Regions from separate parts of the Mus musculus genome. Here region 2 is linked to region 1. The links are chromatin contacts, called in public Hi-C maps. All regions are on one chromosome and are shown on one strand. Each heading gives the region's core, a stretch centred on a gene start, on an enhancer-like site or on the middle of the called end of the contact. The rest is flanking DNA. Distances are from core to core; before and after follow the strand shown.

Evidence for each region. Hi-C and Micro-C count contacts between places; a contact is called where the count stands out from the background.
Region 2: a contact with region 1 is called in a Hi-C map of liver, with 3 times the contacts expected there. The contact joins two enhancer-like sites. A contact is called at or near these places in 1 of 39 promoter capture datasets (liver), 7 of 484 Hi-C or Micro-C datasets (liver and uterus) and 2 of 115 datasets of contacts at active chromatin or transcription factors (kidney and pancreatic cancer cells).

Annotation. Positions count from the first base shown.
Region 1 is chr8:115,753,851-115,759,057 of GRCm38.p6, reverse strand. No RefSeq gene overlaps it. Among named protein-coding and RNA genes, the nearest start is that of Gm51552, 37 kb to the right of the region's middle. Within about 2 kb of position 2,802, at least 32 of the 459 cell types and tissues checked have an H3K27ac peak or open chromatin away from gene starts, as enhancers often do. A contact at or near this core is called in kidney and liver, where this site is marked.
Region 2 is chr8:115,821,529-115,826,735 of GRCm38.p6, reverse strand. No RefSeq gene overlaps it. Among named protein-coding and RNA genes, the nearest start is that of Gm30925, 6.1 kb to the left of the region's middle. Within about 2 kb of position 2,160, at least 10 of the 459 cell types and tissues checked have an H3K27ac peak or open chromatin away from gene starts, as enhancers often do. A contact at or near this core is called in kidney and liver, where this site is marked.

The sequences.
Region 1 (5,207 bases), core at 1,553-4,052:
TCCAAGTATGATCCAGTGCACTTGCAATCCCATCCCTGGAAAGGTAGAGACTCCCAATTTCTTCATGTTTAAATGAATTAAAAACTAATTCATGTCTAGATTAATGTTTTTAGCTTTAAATTTTTATTTTATTGTGTTTATTAATACTGTATACATTCAGCGGTTAGGTAAATGTGTGCACATGTGGAAGACAGAGAACAACTCGGTGGAGTGTCTCTTTGTGGGTTCAATGTGTAGAAGTCAGGTCATAAGGCTTATGAGGCAAGAGCTTTTAATCACTGATCAATCTCAAAGACCAAAAACTATTTTTAAAAAATTGCATATACATATATGTGTGTTTTGTGTGTGTGTGTTAGTTACATTTCCCTTGCTGTGATAAAACACCATGACCAAGTCAATTTATAGACAGAAGGGTTTACTTGGGCTCCTGGTTCCACGGAAGTAAGAGTCCAACATGGCAGCAAGCAGCTGTCATAGGCTGGAGCAGGATGCTGAGAGCTCACATCAGGAGCCACAAACAGGAGCCACAAACAGGAAGCAGAGAGTAAACTGTTGGCAAAAATTTTTGAACTGTCAAGGCCACTTCCAGTGACACAAGAAGGCCATACAGCCAAAGCCTAAGCCTCCCCAAACAGTATAGTACCACAAACTGGGTGACCGTTCTCTCTCTCTCTCTCTCCCCCTCCCCCTCCCCCTCCCCTCCCCCTCCCTCTCCCCCTCCCTCTCCCTCTCCCTCTGCCTCTCCCTCTCCCTCTCCTTCTCCCTCTCCCTCTCCTTCTCCCTCTCAGACCTAAGTCACTTGATGTTTTGCCTATCCACTCACAAATGCTATAACTAGTATCAAAGTCCACTGTGGTTATTTGCTTAGAAAGCCCTGTTCCCTGTGAGACACTGGCCTCCTCTCCTGCAGGAACAGTGACTTATTAAAATCTGCATCTTAATTGAGAATGCTAAGAAATGCATGTCTTTTGAAAGAATAACATGAAAAAAATTAGAGGAATAGGCACAGAGGAGGACATGTTCTCCACCCATCTGCAGGTGACATTGCCCCCTAAACAATATTGTTCTGAAGTCCTTTGCAGTCAGTCAGCCGGGTGCTCAGCACCCCAATGAGGATAAAGCTCCTGGAATGTGGGTTTCAAAGAAGGCCAGATTAGTTATATTGACAATAGCTCTCCTCCACTTTCTCTCACTGGATAAATAGATTCAAAACTAGGGTGTTCCTAAGCAGGAAATGTCTGCTTCCAAGTCAAGCTATGTGCATTGAAGGTCTTAAACTTTACAAATGTCTGCTTTCTAGTTCCAAGTCCCCTTCTAAACTCTGGTTTGGAAGCTGAGGATCTGCTTGTATCTTTTCAACTTGGAAACAGAACCACACTTGTTGCATCCTGGCCCTTTGGCAAAGACAAGCTACAGACAAAGGACTCAGGCTCATCTCCAGGCCGTCTCCCACATGACCTCCTTTCTGCCACCTGAAACCTGGAAAGTAGAGTCAGGAAGCAATCAAAGGCAGGACCCCAACATCACCTCTGTTCCCCAGCTGAATCAGAAGCAGTCAGGCTGGGCAAACTCCCTTATTAAAAGTGGGCTCCCATTTGGACCTCCTCGCCCCTTTCAGTGAAAAAAAAAGTTAATCTCACCCTAACTCTGTTTTGTAAATACAAATACAAAGCCTGGCTCCAAAGTACCAGGGAGAACACATTTCCCAATAAGGAGGGAAATGGCATTTACAGGAAGGTCTGAAAGGCCCCTTCAGCAGCCTGCATTTTTGTAAGCCCTGTATGAAACCCGTATGTGGGCATGACTAATGGATCCACCTAATTAAATTTTTACAGCATTCCAGGGCTGGAGTGTCAAATGTTTGCTTCCAGCTTGTCTCCTTGTAACACTGTCAAGTAAGTCTTCCATCCCACCCCCTCCTACACACACCTTTTTTATTTTTTTTAAGGGATGTAAGCTGCATTCCAGTGCGGTATGAAACCAGAATTTGGCATTTAGCAAGATGGAATTTGAACCTTAAAAATACAGTTGACCTCATGACTCCTGTGGACTTTGGAGAAAGAGGGCTTGCGGAGGGTACTGTCTAAGATGCACTTCCCAAAGATCTCTCGCTCTTTGTCTTCCATAAAAAAAAGGTGGGGGCATGAAATTGGACCATGTGGAGATAGATGTTTAAGTTTGACATATGTCAATCAATCTTTGATGTTTTCGAAACTTGAAATTCTCCAGGTATGGTCCAAATATCATGAACATCAGGACTCCCTGGGGAGCTTGTGAAAATGCATGTTTCTGGAGTCTACGACAAATCATCTGAATCAGAATTTGGAAGCGGAGCCAGGTAGTCCAGAAGAATGAGTAACCACCCTGGTGGTTCCAGGGGACCCACAGAAGTTTGCTTCACCTGCATAAGAGACCTAGAAGAATCCATCACAGCGGGGAGTTCCCTGTCCCTTCCCCAAACCAGCCCACCCCTTCTACACAGTGTTATGAACACATATACACAAAAACAGGCAATGCATATGAATAAGGAACCCATCCTTATTTAGACATACTTGAGCCTAGACAACACACATATTTGGAAGTAAATCCTGCTTCCCACGTGTTCTAGTTCAAAGCATTATACCTCAGCTCTTGTTGGACCAAACTACCAACTCATCAAAGATTTCTCTTTCTAATTCATCATAGGGAAAAATCACTACCTATAAGCAACTCAGAAAGCCATCCTGCCCCCAGCCTCTATCCTAATGTGGTAATCTCCTCATGCCGTAACAGATGGTTGACTACAGTCAGAAATGTATGATGCAATTGTGTGAGTTCCTTGGCAGCCATTCCTCCTGGACCTGGTCTGAGGACAGATGAACCGCTGCCATACTGAGCCAAATAAACAGACTTGCAACCAATGGGACTTCAGAATTGGGAGTTCCCTACAGTGTCTTCAGGGAGCTGTTTGCTTTGAACACATTGCAGGACCTCACTGCACCCCAAACTCCTTTTCCATAAGCTGAAGGTCTCTGAAGATGAAACAAGTCTATGTGGGAATGGCCAAGGTCAAGGCACAGGATCAGCCAATAATAAGCAGCCGTGAACCAATGTCTATTCAACACATGGGAGAGTTCTCCCTCTGCATCCTGTCCCTTCCAGCTATGGGCTGGGAAATCATGTGTACTTTGCTTAACCCCTTGAAACATCATTCTCCTCACAGGTGTAGAAGGATCATTGCCACTGGAATCACAGACCTGTTGGGACAAATGTCATGTAGTGTAAGAACAGGGGACAGGATAATCCTGAAAAAAAGATGCGGCCCTCTCCTCCTCCATTTCTCTGAAAATATATCTTACAGCTTCTAATTTTGTGTTTTTAATGGAATTTTTGCATGTGTGAATATGTGTGTCTATGCATCTATATGATTTTCTAATGCTTTTTCCTCTGTTTCTATCTTTTGTCCTATTCCAATTTGGTTGGTTTTGTTTTCTCCACATTGTATTGTATTGTATTGTATTGTATTGTATTGTATTGTATTGTATTGTATTGAATTGTATTATTATTCCTTGGATGCCTGTTTTACATATACATATATATATATATATATATATACATATATATTCTCATATATTCATATATACACACACACACACACAATTAAGAAAAAAATCTGGGCATGAGTGCCTATAATACCATCATAGAAGGAATGAGACAGCCAAATCTAGGAATTCACTAAGCAGTCAGCACAGCCCAAAATACTGAACTTCGGGTCCAGTGAAAGAAAGACTATCTCAAGAGAATAAGGTAGAACATGGTAGAGTAAGACACCTGACCAACTCCCTTTGCCTTCACAGGCACACATACATATGTTTGCACCTGGACACACAAATCCATACACCAGAGAGAGGGGGCAGGGAAGCAGGAAGGAGAGGGAGGGGGAGAGGGAGGAGGAAAGGAGAGGGAGGCAGAGGGAGGGGGGATGGGAGTGGTGGGGGAGAGGGAGAGAGGAAAAAATGTCAGCCCCTTGAGGTTTACATGGGATTCCAAAGCTAATGCTTTCTTGGATGTCTAGCTAATTGTTACCATGAAGGAGGAGCAGGGCCTCCTAGGACCTCTGCCCTCTTTATCTTTCTCATTCCTGCACAGAAAGCCAGTACTGTCTCAGGAAGTGACCCCTAGCTTAACTGTTGGGTGGAAAACATGTTTGCCGATGGGATACCAAGGCTGATTGCGAAAGAGTGTCCTTAAAATATTCACAATTGCTCCAAAAGTTAAACATAGCATTACCCACATGGCCCAGCAATTCTATTTCTAGATATACACTCCTAAGAAATGAAAACAGAACTTCAAACCCTTGTATGAAAACAGTCACAGCAACATTATTCATAGTATTCAAAAGGCAAGGAGAGACCAAACATCCATCAACACATGATGGATAAACAAATACGGTGTCTCCATACAGCGGAAGAGTACTCAGCCATAGAAAGAATGACCAGCACCTACTACAACATAGGTTGGGTCTGAATTCACTAAGCTAAGTCGCAGAGCGAAGATACAAAAATTCACACCTTGTAAGACCTCATTTCTAAGAACTGCTCAGGACAGGTAAAGCCAGTGAAGAGCAAGCCATACATCAGTAATTGCCAGGAGAGGCATAGAGTAAGAGCTGATTGCCTAGTGGCTTGGAGTTTTCATGAAAGTCTTAGAAGTAAATCGGGTTCTGTTTTCACATACAAACACTTCCAGTACCACTGAAGCGTACACCTTAAAAATGCCAGTTTTACACTATGTGAATTTCCATGTGGGCGTTCGAATATGAAAGGAAGAAAATAGAAAGGAAAGCAGCGGTTGTCAGAGTCCAGTACGGATTCACCCTTTGAGGCAGGGAAGTCTCTTAAATCTCTTTCATTAAGACAAAGAAGGCAACAGCAAACAGAGCCAGCAGTTCAACAGATAAATAGAGCTGCAAGCCGATGGCGTCGCTGGAACAATCAGTGACCAGAGCAGCCGGGTTTTTAAAGTCAAGTTAACATGTTAAGTGTGCAAACAACACTGTCATTCCTTTTGTTGGCACGCTCTCCGACCCTCTCCATCAGCTCCCGAGCTTGGCACCCATCCTATTTTCTGCATGGCAGCTGTGCACAGATGAATAGTAAATCAAACATCCTAAAAACCCGTTGTTTTCACACAATGTCTGATTTCCCAGATATTTCATTTCTGGTTCC
Region 2 (5,207 bases), core at 911-3,410, 68 kb before region 1:
AAACCCTGCTTGAAGAATGACTCTGCACAGGATGTTGTCCTTCAGAGCTCAGATCACCCCACCCCCACCCCCTTAAGCTTGTGGTATCTTGGCCTGAAGCCTGTTCCCTTCCCAAAATGTTTGTTAGTACAGTGGCGTTTTATGACACTTTATGGAAAAACCAAAGGGTGGAGGGAAGATGACTCTATTCAGCAAATCCACACATTTTAACCTTCTCTTACTGGAATTTGGAATCCTCTGCATACCTTGTTAGCAGAAAGAAAGAGAGATAGATAAAAAGCTTCAAGAATCTTTTTTCCATGCAAGCTTACGAGTGGAACGTTCTTTACCTCTTAACTCTGGCCAGGACAAATGCTGCCCAGGCTCTGAAAACAGCCTGCTATTTAGAAAGGTCTCAAGGCAGCCTTTGCATAACATTTATGACTGTAGTTATCTTTGCAGGATCTCCAGGAGGGACCTAGGAGGCTCAGGGGGTAGAGGCCACTTTATCCTTGCAGAGTTAACCCTGTAGGCAATGTTGGGGGGCCTCAGATTTAACTCCATCTTGCTCTGAGCTCCCTGGTGCTTGTCTCCAGCCTTCAAACCCCACATAGGCAGCTGAGAGGGTTCAGAGGAGCCCTCTGCAGAAGCAGTCATACCTCTGATTCAGTTAAGGAGAGCCTCACTGTGTTCTGATAAGAGTGGCAAGTCAGAGGCACTGGGGCCCAGACAAGGTCCTTTAGACAAATCATGCTGTTCTTAGATTCTCGGAACTTAAAACCAGGGCCCGTGCTACACACAAGTTTGAGATTATCGCTGACAATTATCTAAAATTAACTGCATTTTTCAAATGAAAAACATTTAGGGGATGATCAGATAAGAGGAGCGCCTATTTATACTTGTTGGGGAAGGGAGGGAGGAGGGAGAGAGAGAGAGAGAGAGAGAGAGAGAGAGATCATTTTTGTTACTCACAACATAAAGGGAGACCCACCCACCAGCATCACTTTTTAGAGGAAATGGAGTTTCTAAGAGGATGCCCAGATTCCTTCTAGATCCAGCCAGAGTGGGGCTGTACTTTCTGAGACACTGAATTTGGCACAAGTCAAAATGTTTGTTCACAGGACTAAAGTGGGGTCTGGTGGGTCCTGGCTGTGAAGTGGATATTGAAGGTCAGTTAGCTGTGAGGAGAGGGCAGTGTTCAGCTGACGGGGGCAGCAGGTGAAGTCTCTGTAACTAGACAGACTCAGAGAGGAAGCCTGGCATGCAAGCCAGCACAGGTGTCACTACCTTGAGGAGAGTAACTTAAGAATCTCTCCCCATGCTGCTCTTTCTGTAGGTGAGGGAGAGAAAGCTGGAAATGATCACTTGGCTAGGAAGCAAGAACTGAAACCAGAACCACACATTTTAAAAACAACTTTGACAAATGATCACCTTGCTTTGGTTTTTCACTCCTGGTTTGGTTCCATTTTTCACAGCACAGATCAAAAGTTGTAACAATTGGCCGGGTGCAGTGGTACCCATTTTTAGTCTAGGAACTAGGAAGCCAGTGGTAGGTGGATTTTTGTGAGTTCTAGGCCAAATAGGGCTACATAGTCAGACCCTCAAAAATAACTAAATAAAACCATATTTGGTTTATTTATCAATAAATATATTTATTTGTTAATAAAAGTTATAATAAAAGGAAGGCATGGGAATTAAGGTTGCATGCTGAGAAGGGTGTGCCCAAAGGGCAGACTCCAAGGAGAACAGCCCAATGGTTCAAATGGAAGCTGTGTGTAGATTGTCTTATGATAATTAGCCTGGCAGGAGATTGCATGCCTATAATTCTAGCCCTCTGGAGGCTGAGGCAGGAGGATTATGAGTTTCAATCCAGCCTAGGCTACATGGTGATGATTTCACATGTGTATACTTCACAGGATGTCATCTTCCTGTGTCCGCACATGCCTGGCATGTACTCACATTCAGTCTTCATAGGCACTATACATATAAGGCCATGCTAAAGGTGAAAAACGGGTTTAGAAGTGACTATCGCCTTTCTCAGCAACAGTGGAGTCAGAATTTGAACTTCGGACTCAAAGACTACCCATTCCCACTGCAATATCTCCCTGGCATGGAGCTGTGGTAAGTATAACCTATTCCCAGAGTTCTTTAGTCCCTGTGAAGGTTGTTTTTGACTTTTTCCTTGCTCGACACAGGTCGGCAAAGAACAAATAATGACAAACACCAAAACAGCCCAGTGGGAAATATTTAACTCCTGTACTTCTAGACGCTCTTGCATAGCCTACCTTTGTTCTTGGCCAGAAAAGTAAAAAAAAAAAAAAAAAAAAAAAAAAAAAGAGAGAGTTTATTTGATCCTTGGTGGCTCGAAGCCATGTTTCCTGTGCACTTAGCGGGTCTTAATGGAAACCAAACCAAAGCTTTCTCTTCAGGCATCTGTACTCTTAAGTGAAAGACCCACATGGTTAGGAAAACTGAGCCACCACCACCACCACCACAAACACACACACACACACACACACACACACACACAAATTCCTGTATTTTTAAATACATCCCAACACAACGTGAAGTGGTCACTGCTAATTCAAAGAGGCAGACACAGTTCTTAAAGGCTGAAAGTTCTGGATGGCTCTAAAAGGTCTTTCACAAGATCTGCGCCCAAGGCCACATTCACAAAACTGTAATCACTCCCCTCCCCAGGCTTTGTTTATCTGGCCATTAAAAAAAAATTAAAACAACTCTTACTTTGGACTGTCTGACAAGATCTGTTTTTCCAGCTGTGGCATCTGAAAAGGACACTAGAGGGCTGGTTTGGGGTCTAGCTTTTTTTTTTTTTTTCAGGCTAGAAGGAAAGATTCTTAAGCAATCTTGCTGGGGTTGAACCGCATACTTCGAGGCTTATTTACCCTGCTTTATGGCACACCTGTTTGGATACGGGCTGTTTTCTGGTATTTAAGCCTACCATTTCTTGCCAATTGCTTTATCTGCAGGGCCCTGTGGTTTTGCAGCAAATGTTCTTTATTAACTCAGAAAGAAACACGAGTTGCTTCATGATCATTCTTAGTGAGACCAAAATAACTTGTTACTGCCTTCTAAGAGGTTATCATTGACCTCAGGACCAGGATACACGAGGCCAGGGAAAGAGTAACAGAGCCATTCTGGGTTGAATCCTTTAATAAATTAAAACATTTTTTTAAAGGTTTCTTTCTTATGTTGAGCTATTCTGTTTCCAGGCAAGAGTAACACTGCCATTTCAGATTGAAGTGGACCATTTCACCCACTGTGGAAGTTGTAGGGTTCAGAGAATGAGAGTCATAGGAGATGGGTAAACAATCTGAATCCGTGTTCATTACAATTTTATGTAGCATTTAAAATCTGTATAGCACAATATGATGGTTTTTCTTGGTTGTCAACTTGACTACATCTGGAATTAACTAAACCCCCCCCCAAATGGAGGGTGTACCTATGAGGAATTTCTGCTTAATTCGAAGTGGGAAAATCTTCTTCCAATCCCCATCTTTAAGGTAGGAAGACACACCTTTAAGTCAAATCTTTAATCCAGCTCTAATCAGGGCAACACCTTCTGCTGAAAGCCTATAGAAGGGCATCAAAGAAAGTTTCCCCTGCCTATATGCACTTCCCTTGCTCCATTTCCTCACTGGCATTAGAGCACATCCCTTCATGATTCCAGCTGAGATATCCAGACTCATTGACTGAGCAACTACTGGATTCTTGGACTTTTCCGTTCATAATTGTTGGAGTAACTGGACCACACCTAGACACACACACACACACACACACACACACACACACACACACACACCTTGATTCTATAAGTTCTATGACTCTAGAGAACCCTGACTAATACACACAAGCTGGAGAAATAGCTCAGTTACTAAAAGATTTGTCTTGCAAACTTCAGAATCCAAATTAAATCCCCAGAATTCCCATTAAAAATCTAGGACTAGTGGCATGCACCTGTGATCCCAGGTCTGAGGAGGCAGAGACAATAGGATTTGGGAGGCTTGCCTGCCAAGCCTCAGGCAAGATCTTGTCTTAAAACCAAAATAAAACAAAACATAAAACAAAAAAGAAATTGTGAAGAGCACTTGACATTCTCCTATGGCCTCCAAAGGCATGTGCACACATTTGCACACACACACACACACGCATACATGTGCACACACACATAGATATACATGTTCAAAAATAAATAAATAAAATATGAATGTTTTGTGCTAGGTCCTGAGGTGAAGAGATGACTAAGCCAGGTCTCTCTACATTCAAGAATTCACAGTTCATTCTGCTATATAGTAGGTCTATGATCAATATTAAGAGACTCTTAAATGAATGCATAAACCCATAGACAGGTAACCATATGCTATGACTCATTTTCAGGAATGGATATCCAAGCTGTAAAATCAAGAAAGGAATTTATTCCTACAGAAAACAACAACAACAAAACAAAAACAAAAAGAAAAAGAAAACAAACAAAAACCAACAAACCAAAAAAACCTAGCTACACAAAGTGTATCAGTCATCTATAGCTGCATAACAAACAGGTCCTCAAATCTAGTGATTTGAAGCAATAAACATCTATTTTCTCATAGGTTTTTTTTTTGGTGGGGAGGGGGTATCCCTGGCAACACTGTGTCCAGCAGAGTAACCATCTATGGGAGGCAAGAAGGTGGCTCAGCTCAACAGGACTCAGTAGCTAGTGTTGGTTTACACATTGGGAGTCTGATGCTTAGTAAGTAGTTCATTTCCAGTGTATTGAAGCCTAGCACAACTTGGTGAAAAATTTTCCTGGTGCTAATGACCAATCCTGTATGCACAGATTACAGCATGACTACATTGAAACTTCATGTAAAGAATGTGTTTTATCTTCCATAAAGATAGGTTCTATAGATTGACTAAGAAAAACAACCTCATGATTGGAGTCTCGGGGAGGCTCTGCAGTGGTCTCTGCCACAGAGCATAGATAAGAGCAAAGGTCAGCAGAAGTACATGTGACATCTTCCATAAAGATTCTATAGCTTGACTGAGAAGAACGACATCATGATAAGGGTCTGTAGTACACAGGTAGGGAATCACAGGCCACACAGGCTATTGGCCATGTATGTTCCCTAGGCTTCCAGATGAAAACAGGTTATACAACTCTCCTTCAAGAGACAACATTGTGTGTTTAACATTCCTGGCTCCCCCAGTGCTTATCTGTGAGCACAAGA